Linked DNA regions of Sus scrofa: region 1 is linked to region 2. Evidence: chromatin contacts called from public Hi-C data. All regions are on one chromosome and are shown on one strand. The core of a region is the stretch at or near the end of the contact, and the rest is flanking DNA. Distances in the headings are between cores, read along the strand shown.

Region 1 (5,896 bases), core at 1,499-3,998, 100 kb before region 2:
TTCTCACAGTTCTGGAGGCTGGAAGTTCAGGATCAAGGTGTCGGCAACTCTGGCTTCTCGGGCCTCTCTCCCCAGCTGGCCGCCTCCTCCCTGCATCCTGACAAGGCCTTTCTGCTATGAATGCACCGCCTGGTGTCTCTCCTACATGTCCTGATACCCTCCTCCTCTAAGGACAGCATTTGGGCGGGCGCAAAGTCTACCCCAAGGGAGTTTCAACCTGGTCACCACTTTAAAGGCCTGTCTCTAAACAGAGTCACATTCCGAGGTACTGAGCATTAGGACATCTGAGTTTAGGAGGGAAAACAATTCAGTCCATAATGGCCACTGTTTAAAACAATGAAAAATAAAAATTAAAAAACCCTGTCTTTTTTAGCCTGTCTCTGTGAGTTGGGAAAGCCATATAAGACAGGAGTGGTCGTAATTGGGCTCACCACTGAGCCAAAGACATGCCTATTAGAGCTTAAGCAGATATGTCCCTGTGTATTTCCCGGCTATCCATCCTCCGTCTGGGCCCAGGGCAGTTGCAGCTAGGTAGAGCAAAGCTTGGGAAGCCTGGCAGAAGGCAGTGGCTTCTGGTGAGGTTTCATCCTATGGTCCATATGTTGTTGTTTGGAGCAGTTGCTGTAAGGAAGGAATTAAGGATGAAAAACAAAGATACTGGCAACACCAGGGCAGGCTACAACCCTGGCAGCTCTTTGTGGGGCCAGGTGTTCAGGGGATCACTGTAGGCCTTCTGGGGAGGGGGCATGAGTGGTGTGGTTTCCTACTGGGTAGACCTTCAGTGCTACCTTCCTGGGCTGGACTCTGCTTGCCTTCCAGGAAGGCCCTGATCAGGCTCCTTATACAGCCAGCAGGGTAGGTTCCTCCTGGGTAGGCCGCGTTAACTGGAACTGAGACTGGGGCTATGGATAAAGGCTGAAAGACAGCTTAAGAAAGATTCTAGAGGGAAGTCACATTTGCAACATACTGTGTTACAAGACCCATTTATAGCACTTAGTTGCACTTTTGCTTCCAAAGGTAACCTTTGGATTTTTGAACATGAGGAAAAGGAATGGAAAAGTGGAGGTGGGGTCAAGTGGTAAGGGTGCCCCATTGATTATTTTCTCCCTGAGCAAACACTTTTGATGGTGTTTGAGATAGTGATATCCTAAAGTTTGTGTTCTACTTGAGTGACTAACTGTACTGAAAATTTAAATCCAAGAATAAGCGAACAGGAAAATAAAGGCCCGTTTGTCCTTATCACCAATCACTTCAACACTCTCCCTGGTTCCAAATGTCTCTTCCTGGCAGCTTCCTCCACACAGCATCAGGCAAGTCCTGCCTCCTTCTCTGCACCAGCAAGCAGCCCTTACGGTCGGGCGAGTGCGTGCCCGGCACAGTGTATGTACAGTCCTGGAGACCCTGTGCCAGCATCGTTTGTTTACAAGGTGGTTTCCAAAATGCGTCGTTCACGGTCATGCTTTCAACAGCAGTGTTTGGAAAGGTCGAGAAGAAACTTCAGGTTTGGTTTACCAACGTGAGGAATTGGAGATTTCACTGCTAGCCCTTCCTGTCACTTTACTCTCTCTTACCTTTTGTCTCCTACTGTTGGACGCGTTGCTGACCTTTCGCTTGCAGCTGGGTGGAGTGATGGTTTCGTGAGCATCGAGTAGGTTCTGCCAGTCCCCGCAGCCGTGCGAAAGAGTGGATAGTGAGTAGAGTCAGCTTCCCTAAAAATTGCCAGTGGCCGAAACTGATCCACTGAAGACCCCAGATAGCCTGACTCTTTTCTCGTCTGAGTAGAGGTATCAAAAGGATCAGCAAAACCAAGACCTGTGTAAGAAGCAGCCAAGGCTTCTCAGACTCTCCTGTGCGTTGGACTCACGTAGTGATCTGATCAAAATACAACTCCGCTTAGTAAGTCTAGAGTGGAGCCTGATTTTCTGCATCGCTAACAGGCCCCCTGCCCCCCGCCACCGAAGGACAGTGCTGCACATCCTTTGAGAGGCGAGAAACTAGGTAACCATCCTCTGAGGAAACCATCCGTAGCCACTTCTCCGCTTTAAAGTGTTCTCTGATGTTGTTTATAGTATTATTCCCACAGAACAGAAATCACTGATTAGGAGTTCCCGTTGTGACTCAGCGGTAAGGAACTCGACTAGGATCGATGAGGATTCAGGTTCCATCCCTGGCCTTGCGCAGTGGGTTATGGATCCAGCGTGGCCATGAGCTGTGGTGTAAGTCGCAGATACGGCTCAGATCTGGCATTGCTGTGGCTCTGGTGTAGGCTGGCAACTGCAACTCTGATTCAACTCCAAGCCTGGAAATTTCCATATGCTGAGGGTGTGGCACTCAAAAAACAAAGAAAAAAAAAAATCATTGATTTAAACCAGACTGCTTATATGTCTAAGGGACAGGACTGGTTTTCAACTGGATAAAGAGCTGTGTGGGGAGTTCCCATTGTTCTCAGTGGCAATGAACCCAGCTAGTATCCATGAGGACGTGCAGTCGTTCTGTGGGTTCAGGATCTGACGTTGCCATGAGCTACAGTATAGGTCGCAGACATGGCTCGAATCCTGAATTGCTGTGGCTGTGGCGTAGGCCAGCAACTACGGCTTCAATTCAACACCTAGCCTGGGACCTTCCATATGCTGTGGGTGGGCCCTAAAAAGACCATAAAAAAGTAGGGGGAGCCATGTGGCCATGTGTGTAGGGGTATGAGGGTAATAGTTCCTGGAGACATCAGATGGTTAACATACTAACCAAATACGTACTGTCTTACTGTTTCCTGTAACAAAAGTGTGGAAGAACTGAGGCCATAGCTGGAGCTGCCAAAGCCTGTCAAGTGGGAGCGTGGAAGGAGCGAGGCCCTGGGAGGGCCACAGCCCCAAGCGTTTCTGTATCGAGACAGGCCTCTATGTTCCTGTTTCTGTGACTTTCAAACTAGGACTCTTCCACTTGCACTTCTTTTTTTATTTTTACATATTTTTTATTTTTTTGGCCGCACCCACGGCGTATGGAAGTTCCCGGGCCAGGGATTGAATTGGAACTGCAGCTGTGACCTGTGCCATAGCTTGAAATCCCAGTTGCACTTCTTATCATGCCCCCGTGTCAGGTTGACATTTTTTCCTCCCTTTTCTGACCCTGTGTTCCGTCATGTCACCAGCTCCCAAGAGAGACTTTCCTTTTTGTTCCATTTAAGGAGCAAGGAGGCAAAGATTGAAAGTGTACCTTTACTGTTTATTGTGAGGGGGGGTTTGTTTGGGAGGGAGATTTTGTTTTGTTTTGTTTTTTAGGGCCGTACCCACAGTATATGGAGGTTCCCAGGCCAAGGGTTGAATTGGAGCTGCAGCTACCAGCCACAGCAATATGAGATCCAAGCCAAGTCTGCAATTTACACTGTAGTTCACAGCAACGCCAGATCCTTGACCCACTGAGCGAGGCCAGGGTTCGAACCCACGTCCTCATGGATACGAGTTGGGTTTGTTACCACTGAGCCACAATGGGAGCTCCAGTATCTCCTTTTTTCTCTGCTGTCTGTCTACCCAGCATGGTAAGCTGTACAGTCCTTCCAACAGAACAACCCTTTGTGTCTGTCTCGGGGAACAGGAAGGAAAAGGAAAACTAGAGAGACTGCATTGTCCTGAAGGGTCCGAAAAAGGGAACAGGGGCCACATTCAAAGGAACAGGGCAGCACACTGCTCAAGGGAAAGGCTCACATGTGCCCTCTCTCTCCTCGTATAAGTCCAGTTCTTTTGTGTTTTGTTTTTTGGGTATGTGTTTGTTTTTGCTTTTCAAGGCCGCACCTGCGGCTTGTGGAGGCTCCCAGGCTAGGGGTCTAATCAGAGCTGCAGCTGCCGGCCTACGCCACAGCCACAGCAGCGTGGGATCCAGGCGGTGTCTGTGACCTACACCCCAGCTCACGACAACGCCAGATCCTTAACCCACTGAGCGGGGCCAGGGATCCAACCCTCATCCTCATGGTCCCTAGTCAGGTTCGTAACCTGCCAAGCCACAGTAGAAACTCCAAAAGTCCAGTTCTGAAAGGGGAGGTGAACATCATTGGAGAAAAGAGCAGGGTTGAGAGGCAAGCAAGAAGACAGAGAAATGCAGATAAGCAGAGCTTGTCACAGGAGTGGTGGGGAGAAGGCAGCCACTGAAGGGAAAGGATGTGAAGAATTGCTTTCCTCCCCATCCTGCTTTAATGTTCTCATTGGCTGTTTTCGCCGCGCCTCCAGGAACCCGTTCTCCTCCCATGTTTTCCAGAAATCATTACCAGCTTCAGCATCAAAAATAGTCACGTGGGAGTTCCTCTTGTGGCGCAGTGGAAACAAATCCGACTAGGAACCGTAAGGTTGCGGATTCGATCCCTGGCGTCCATCAGTGGCTTAAGTAAGAATCTGGCATTGCCGTGAGCTGTGGTGTAGGTCACAGACGTGGCTCAGATCCTGCGTTGCTGTGGCTGTGGTGTAGGCTGGCAGCCGTAGCTCTGATTTGACCCCTAGCCTGGGAACCTCAGTATGCCACAAGTATGATCCTAAAAATAAAAACAAAAAAAAAAACTCGGAAAAAAAAAAAAAATAGGAGTTCCCATCGTGGCTCAGTGGTTAATGAATCCGACTAGGAACCATGAGGTGACGCGTTCGATCCCTGGCCTTGCTCAGTGGGTTAAGGATCCGGCGTTGCCGTGAGCTGTGGTGTAAGTTGCAGACATGGCTCAGATCCCGAGCTGCTGTGGCTCTGGTGTAGGCCAGCGGCTACAGCTCCGATTCGACCCCTAGCCTGGAAACCTCCATATGCCGCAGGAGTGGCTCAAGAAAAGGCAAAAAGACCAAAACTAAAACAAACAAAAAAAGGGGGAGGTCGCATGAGCTGTACCCCCCGGTTTTAACAACTCTGTGGAGGCCGTGTTCTGAATATACATATATACTCCAAGCCCCGACTACCTTGCCTTAAGCCCAACTCTGCTGGAAAGACACTAATGATACATTCCAGTTGGCTATCCACCTAGGAGTTCCTTTTTCTGTAAATTAGAGCTGAAGATGGTAGTTCCAGGAAGCTGCTATCAACTTTTGTGATCTTATGTTACATGAATGATGCAATTCTAACCCATTAATAATTAACAAAATTTGAGCGAAGAATTATCTGAGTGTCATCTCTTGGCTGGATGGGGCTCAAAAGTTGAGCCAGTTGCTCGTATCTCTCTTAATTCCAGGAAGCTTGAAACTAGCAGGGCCTCGGATGCCTATCACTGTAGGACTACAGAATGACAGAAATTCTCTGGTGACATGGACGAGACATCACCAGAGAGAAATGCAGGTAGGATGTGCCTCAGGACTCAGGCAGAAAGAGACGAGTGTGGTGTTCACTAGTCCAGGAGAGAGAGATCGCCAGGCCACTCTTTTTCGTTCCGTTTTTCATCTTTGTCTTTGAGAAACTCAACCTGGTATCCTAAAGACCCCCACCACTCAGAGCTTCCTAGCTCTCCCTCTCTGCCCTGCATGCCATGCCTGGAGCAGCCCAGGGCTCTGACCTGAGCCCCTTTGCACTTGTCCTCAGTCACTGTGGCTGATCTCATCCAGGCTGCCTTTCAGTGCCCTCTGCGTGCCAAAGCCTCCCACACCCCCAGATCCCACGTCTCCCTGAGCGCTTTAGGCTAACAAGTTCACACCACACCACCAAGAGAATTCCCCAGATCCACCACATAAAAACTAAACTTCTTATGTTTTCTTCAAGAATGACTCCATTGGGAGTTCCCTTCAGGGCTCAGTGATTAACAAACCGGACTAGGATCCATGAGGTTATGGGTTCCATCTCTGTCCTCACTCAGAGGGTTGAGGATCCGGAGTTGCCATGAGCTGTGGTGTAGGTTGCAGACTCAGCTTGGATCCCGAGTGGCTGTGGCTGTGGCATAGGC
Region 2 (5,819 bases), core at 598-3,097:
AAAATATACATAAAATTTGCCTTTTTAGCCCATTTTAACTGTAGCAGTGTTAAGAGCCTTCGCACTGTTGTGAAACGGCTCTCCAGAACTTTTTCACTTTGCAAAACTGAAACTCTCTACCCAATAAATTCCCCTTTTCACCCTCCCCCCAGACAATGTAACCACCCTTCTACTTTCTGTTTCTATCAGTTTGACTAGTTTAGCTGGTTCATGTAAGTGGAATCACACAGAATTTGTCCTTTTATGACTGCTTTATTCACTGAGCATAATGCTCTCGAGGTTCCCCTTGCAGCATGGGGCAAAATTTCCTTTCCTTTAAAGGCAGAATCAGGAGTTCCCCATGTGGCTCAGCAGGTTAGGAACCCGACTAGTATCCGTGAGGACACAGGTTCAATCCCTCACCCTGCTCAGTGGGTGAAGGACTCAGCATTGCCACAAGCTGGGGTGTAGATCGAGGATGTGGCTTGGATTTGGCATGGCCGTGGCTGTGGTGTAGGCCGGCAGCTGCAGCTCCAATTCCGCCCCTAACCTGGAAACTTGCATATGCCACAGGTGCAGCCCTAAAAAGGAAAAAAAGAAAAAAGAAACACCATCCATTAGCCTCCACCACAAATCCCTGCAGGTCAGAACTTTCTGGAAATAAGTTTGTCTCTATAATTTGCCCACCTTGTCTCTAACGCTTAAGGGTTGCATCTCAGCCTCTGTCATTCCAGGTAACATCAGCCCCCTGAGATCAGGAGCCCATGGCAGTGAGGCATCACTCCATCCCGCTGGCCCACACAGGATCGCCAGTGGGTGTCTGGGGATGCGGGCACTGCCTTGCTGATAGACTTCTCAGAGGCACACAGGTCACACCTGATAAATCACCCTCTTTGGATTCTTCCTCCAGTGACATCTGGAAGTTCTGCCATGTCTGCCTTGCTAAATGCAGGCCACTGAGGGATTGCAACTTCAGACAACAGAACCAGCAAATTGTTGGAGGCCCTTCCAGCTACACCAGCTGACACATTACATTCTGTCTGGGATGTGCGCCCATGCCTGTAAGTCCAGCCCAATCCAGTGTCACAGTGCGCCCGTGTCACCCCGTGGGCCTAATACAGTAGAGCCCATCTCTCTGGAGCTCCTAGGTACCTGCTGGTGGAAATTAGCAATGTTTGTCTCTCTTGGAACATAAATTGTTTCCCCCAGGGTTAACCTTGACCTTTGGGCTCCTGGGGCATGCTGAAATCTGACGCTGGTTCTGGGGCCAGAACCTGCCAGTGGGTCCCTTCAGGTGAGGGTATTACAGCATCTTCAGCCAGGGCAGGTTCGATTTCTCCAATACTGGATGAGGGGCTGCTTTTGCCAGCGGGGGAGGCTGAGAAACCCGGATTCTCACCTTCACCTGCATCCCAGCAGGTGTGGAGATTCAGGGCACCCAGTATCACGGTGCGCGGGTGTGTGTGAGAGGCCGGCATGCCTGGTACCCTCTAGACCTCAGTTTCCCAATCGGAAAAGGGGGAGAGAAAGAGCCACTCCCATAGGGTGGCTGGGAGGCGGCAGCTGGAGCGTTTGGTGGTGGGTGGATGACGCCTGGGCCCTGGGGTACCTGAGGGCGCTCCTCTGGCCTGATGCTTTCCTGTTGCCAGTTCTTGTCCAGCAGGGCCTGGGGTGAGGCAGGGCCTGGGGTGAGGCAGGGCCTGCGGAGGCGAGGGAGGGCTGGGAAAGGGGTGCCATGCATGGGGGTGCCTGTGGAGGTCTGGGCCCCACAGGGAGCATCCAGCCCATCCCTAATGCATCCCATGGGGACCTCACAGGTCCACCTTGCCAGGGAAGAGAATGTCCCCACTAGAGGGCACCCGAGAGAGGTGTCTGCCTCTCCATCGACTGTCACCTCTGTGCACCGGGGCCTCCCCTGCAGTCCGTCTCCAGCCTACTCTGTGGTCCCCTGGCCAGGCTTCTGTCCGTCTCTCTCTTGCTCATGCCTGCCAATCTCAGCTGGGTCTCCTTGACTTCGTCCCTTAACCTTGCAGCATTTGGGGGTCTTCCTTCCCCTCCCCGTCAGGGTCATGGAGACCCGTCCGCGCACCTGGGGGTGCTCCTGAGTCCCGGGAGGAGAAGCTGATGGTCGTTCCTCTTTCTCTTCCCTCTCCCTTCCCGGATGCCCTTTCTCAACCCCATGCCCTCCTCCCTTCCTCCCTGCGGCGGGGCTTGCCCACAGCGGGGCTCTGGAGCTCTTGGGGCTGTGCTCCATCAACGGGCCTCCTGGGGCAGGGCTCCAGGACTGTCCAGCTGGCACCCACCCATGTGTCCTTCAGGGCCACAGAAGCTGGAATCCAAGGCCTGGTGCCCTGCTGGCTTGTGTCCTGCTGGGTGTGCTGAGCCTGAGCCTCACCTGGAGTGACCTTCGCCCCAGGGACAGGACTCAGGACAGGACAGGACAGGCAGAGCATGGGGTTGGCTGGCCCCATTTCTCAGAAACACAAGCCTGTCCAGCCAGGCCAGGCCATGAGCCGAAGGGAGCAGTGGCCTGAAGACCTTCCCACCCTGGCCCCCGCCCCTGCAAATTCTCCCTTCTCCTGGAGATGCTGAGGGAAAGGAGAGTCCACGCCAGCCCCCTTTGCCCGGCACCCACCCACTGTGTGCCAGGGGCTCATGCCTGCACCACCTCAGATGGTTCTAGTAAGTTTGCCCCAGAGGGATTATCACATTGGCCCATTGTACAGAAGAAACTGAGGGTCGGAGTTCCCGTTCTGGTGCAGCAGAAACAAATCCAATTAGGAACCATGAGGTTGCCGGTTCGATCCCTGGCCTCGCTCAGTGGGTTAAGGATCTGGCGTGGCTGTGGTGTAGGCCGGCGGCTACAGCTCCGATTCGACCCCTAGCCTGGGAACCTCCATATGCCGCAGGTGCAGCCCTAAAAAGCAAAAAACAAAAACAAATTTTAAAAAACCCTGAGGGTCAAAGAGGCTGACCACGTCCAACTCCCAGCTCTGTGCTTTTTTCCCCTCCTTTTGAAAAGTGGGAACTATATCAACTATACAGAAAAGTACAGAGAAGAGCACAAGGCAGCCTCAGCTCTGGGAATCATTTCACCGGATCTTCTTCAGCTCTGTTTGCGCAAAGAAATACAGGATATCAGGATTGGTAGACTGCCGCTCTCCATGCCCCCTCCCACCTCCACCCTGAAGCTGTGCTGGCCCCTTCCTGTCTGTTTTGTGGCCTTTGTCCCTACCTGGACGTCCCTAAACGATAAATGGGAGTGTCCTGTGTTCCTGTTCTTTTTTTTACAGTTCTGCAGTGGGGGGTAATTTACCTACAGGTCACCAGCTGAGGGTGTACAGCTGGCTCCTGGGTGTACAGCTGTGGGGTCGCCACCCTAAGTAGCACACAGGGAGTTCCTGACCTGGCGCAGTGGTTAGCGAATCTGACTAGGGACTGTGTGGGGTTGCGGGTTCGATCCCTGGCCTCACTCAGTGGGTTGGGGATCTGGCGTTGCTGTGAGCCGGGGTGTAGGTCGCAGACGTGGCCCGGATCTGGCGTGGCTGTGGCTGTGGCCTGGGCTTGTGGCTGCGACTCTGATTGGACCCCTAGCCTGGGAACCTCCAAGTGCCGCGGGTGCAGCCCTAGAAAAGACAGAAAGACAAAGAAAAGAAAATTAGTACACGGAAATTTTCCACCCTGGAAGGCTCCCATCCTCCCATACCCCCCCATACCACCCCCCACCCTGGACGACCCCAGCCTGACACCACTGGTCAGCTTTGGCCTTGCGGGGACCTGACCGGGCAGCCGGAGGTTGCGCTCTGGGCACTCCCAGGCTCATCCCCTGGCCGGGGACGGGAGCACTGGTCACCTCTTTCAGCCCACACTCCTCTTATCTCTCCTGGCTCCTGCCGGCGGCCGTTGGCCGGCTTCACCGGCCGTTGGTCCATTTTACAAACTGGACCTGACTGTGCCTGCACTTTTCTCCCTGGGGCGTCGCTGAGATCGCAGGCATCTTCTGCAGGTCACCCTCCGGGCCGGCTGGCCGGCAGCTCCGGGGTTAAAGGGCCACGACCCGGCTGGGGGAGCGGGGCGGGGGACACCGGGCAGGGGCGCCCCCAGGCCAAGCCCCCAGCCTCCCCCGAGGGCGCCCCACCCCCGGGCCCGGCAGCTGCAGGCCCTTCCGAGAAGCGGGGACGTTTCGAAAGGCGCAGCCGCACCTCGGACCCCTCGGGGGGCCCCTCGGAACACGGGAAGTTCGGGAAGGAAGCTGAGCGCGGCGCGCGCCCGGCGGCCCGCGGGCCGGATGACTAAGTTTGGCGGCGCGCCCCGCCGCCCTTTGCCTTTTTTGGCCGCCTGGCGCGCGGCGGACGTGGCCGCCCGGGGGGCCGAGGGGCGGCGGGGAGCCTGGGGAGGGGGCACCGGCGGCCGAGGCGCTGCGGGCGCTGCCCCCGGGGCTGCCCCTCCTCCCCGCCCCCACCCCAGCCGGCCAGGCCCAGCCTCCCCGATTTACCGAGGGGGAAACTGAGGCCCGGAGAGGGGCCGAGCCCTGCTCAGCGGACATGGCACCACCGCGGGGTGGAACCAGAAGACACCCAAAGGCCCTGCTTCCCAGCCCAGGGCCAGGACAGAGATGAGTCACACTCCCAAGGGCGCCGAGCTGCATTTATGGAGCACCCACTGTTTGTTTCCTGGCCTCCAGATGGCTGGGCCTCGGAGCGATCTTTGGAGGGCAGGGCAGGCTTGGGTCTGAGCTGCGGGCTCCCCTGGCCCCGGCTGGCTGTTGTGCTTGACGTTTGCACAAACTCAGGTGATGCAAAGCATCTCCCGGTCTAACAGATGGGAAACAGGCTGTGAGCAAAAGGAACGCGCGCGCGCCCCTGGTCAGGGGAGCTTAGTGGCATTGCTAGGGGCCTAAGTACAAATAGGAGCGGGTACCCCCAGTCCTAGGGGCATCGCAATGCACATGCTTAAATCGCCTACACGCAAGAGTTTGAGAAAGAAAAACAAAATGCACACGCACTCCCACGAAGTAGAATGCCTCTGCCTCTCCGGGGAGCTGGGCCGCGGTGTGACCGTCGGGTCACAGTTGCCGGTTCCGGACGCGCTTCAGCGCCCCGCCCCCGGCCCCGCCCCGCCCCGCCGCAGGCATCAGTTTGTTCAAACACAAAGTGGGGAGAGGGCACCGCGCTCGGGGCAGGTTCCAAGGCGGGGAGCGCGGTCGGCCGGTGGGCCAGGCACCCGAGCCGGGCGGGGCGAAGCAGGGATTTAGAAAACCTGGAGGCTGCGCGGCGTCCCCGTCGCCCCGCGGGGCCCGCAGGCGGCCACCGCTCCTGGGGGAGGGCCGTGGGGCGGCCCAGCCTGTGGGGCCGGCGCCCCCTCCCCGGGCGCTCCCGAACGTCGCCTTTTATGGAGAGGAAGTTGGGCCAAGTGGGCCGGGCCGGCCCGAGGGGCGGGGTGGGGACCGGCCGGGCCCTGCGGGAGCTCCGGCCCGGCCCGCGCTCGACACCGACACGCACTGGGGCGCCCGGCTTATCTCCTCGCCCGCTGCGCGGCCCTGGGACGCGGGAGGCCCAGAGCCACCGCCACGTGAGCCCGCGCGGGCCTGGGAGCGTCCGATAGTAACCACCCGGCTCAGGGGAGGGGAGGCCTGCACCGGGCCTGCCAGCCTAGCCCTGGCTTCCTATGACCCCATCCGACCCGACCCGGGGGCAGAGCTGCCTGGGATGGGTCTGAGCACGCTCACCTTGGGACCCCAGACAGTTACTCACCTGGGTGTCCGGATGGGCCCCCGCACCCTCTGATTTGACTTAGACCCGCTGCCACCGACCTGGGAGAGTCAGGACCCGGGTCCTGAG

The links. Hi-C and Micro-C count contacts between places; a contact is called where the count stands out from the background.
Region 1: a contact with region 2 is called in a Hi-C map of retroperitoneal adipose tissue, with 1.9 times the contacts expected there. A contact is called at or near these places in 4 of 5 promoter capture datasets (fetal liver, fetal skeletal muscle and liver), 30 of 47 Hi-C or Micro-C datasets (adipose tissue, alveolar macrophages, blood and 15 more) and 2 of 2 datasets of targeted methods (alveolar macrophages and skeletal muscle).

Annotation. Positions count from the first base shown.
Region 1 is chr3:4,206,818-4,212,713 of Sscrofa11.1, reverse strand. All of the region lies in intron 13 of RNF216 (E3 ubiquitin-protein ligase RNF216), which reads left to right. Among named protein-coding and RNA genes, the nearest start is that of FSCN1, 76 kb to the right of the region's middle.
Region 2 is chr3:4,101,964-4,107,782 of Sscrofa11.1, reverse strand. It overlaps LOC102161175 (a long non-coding RNA gene), which reads left to right. Exons shown (of 3, transcript XR_001307295.2): 2 at 890-1,040; 3 at 3,002-3,490. Among named protein-coding and RNA genes, the nearest start is that of ACTB, 14 kb to the right of the region's middle.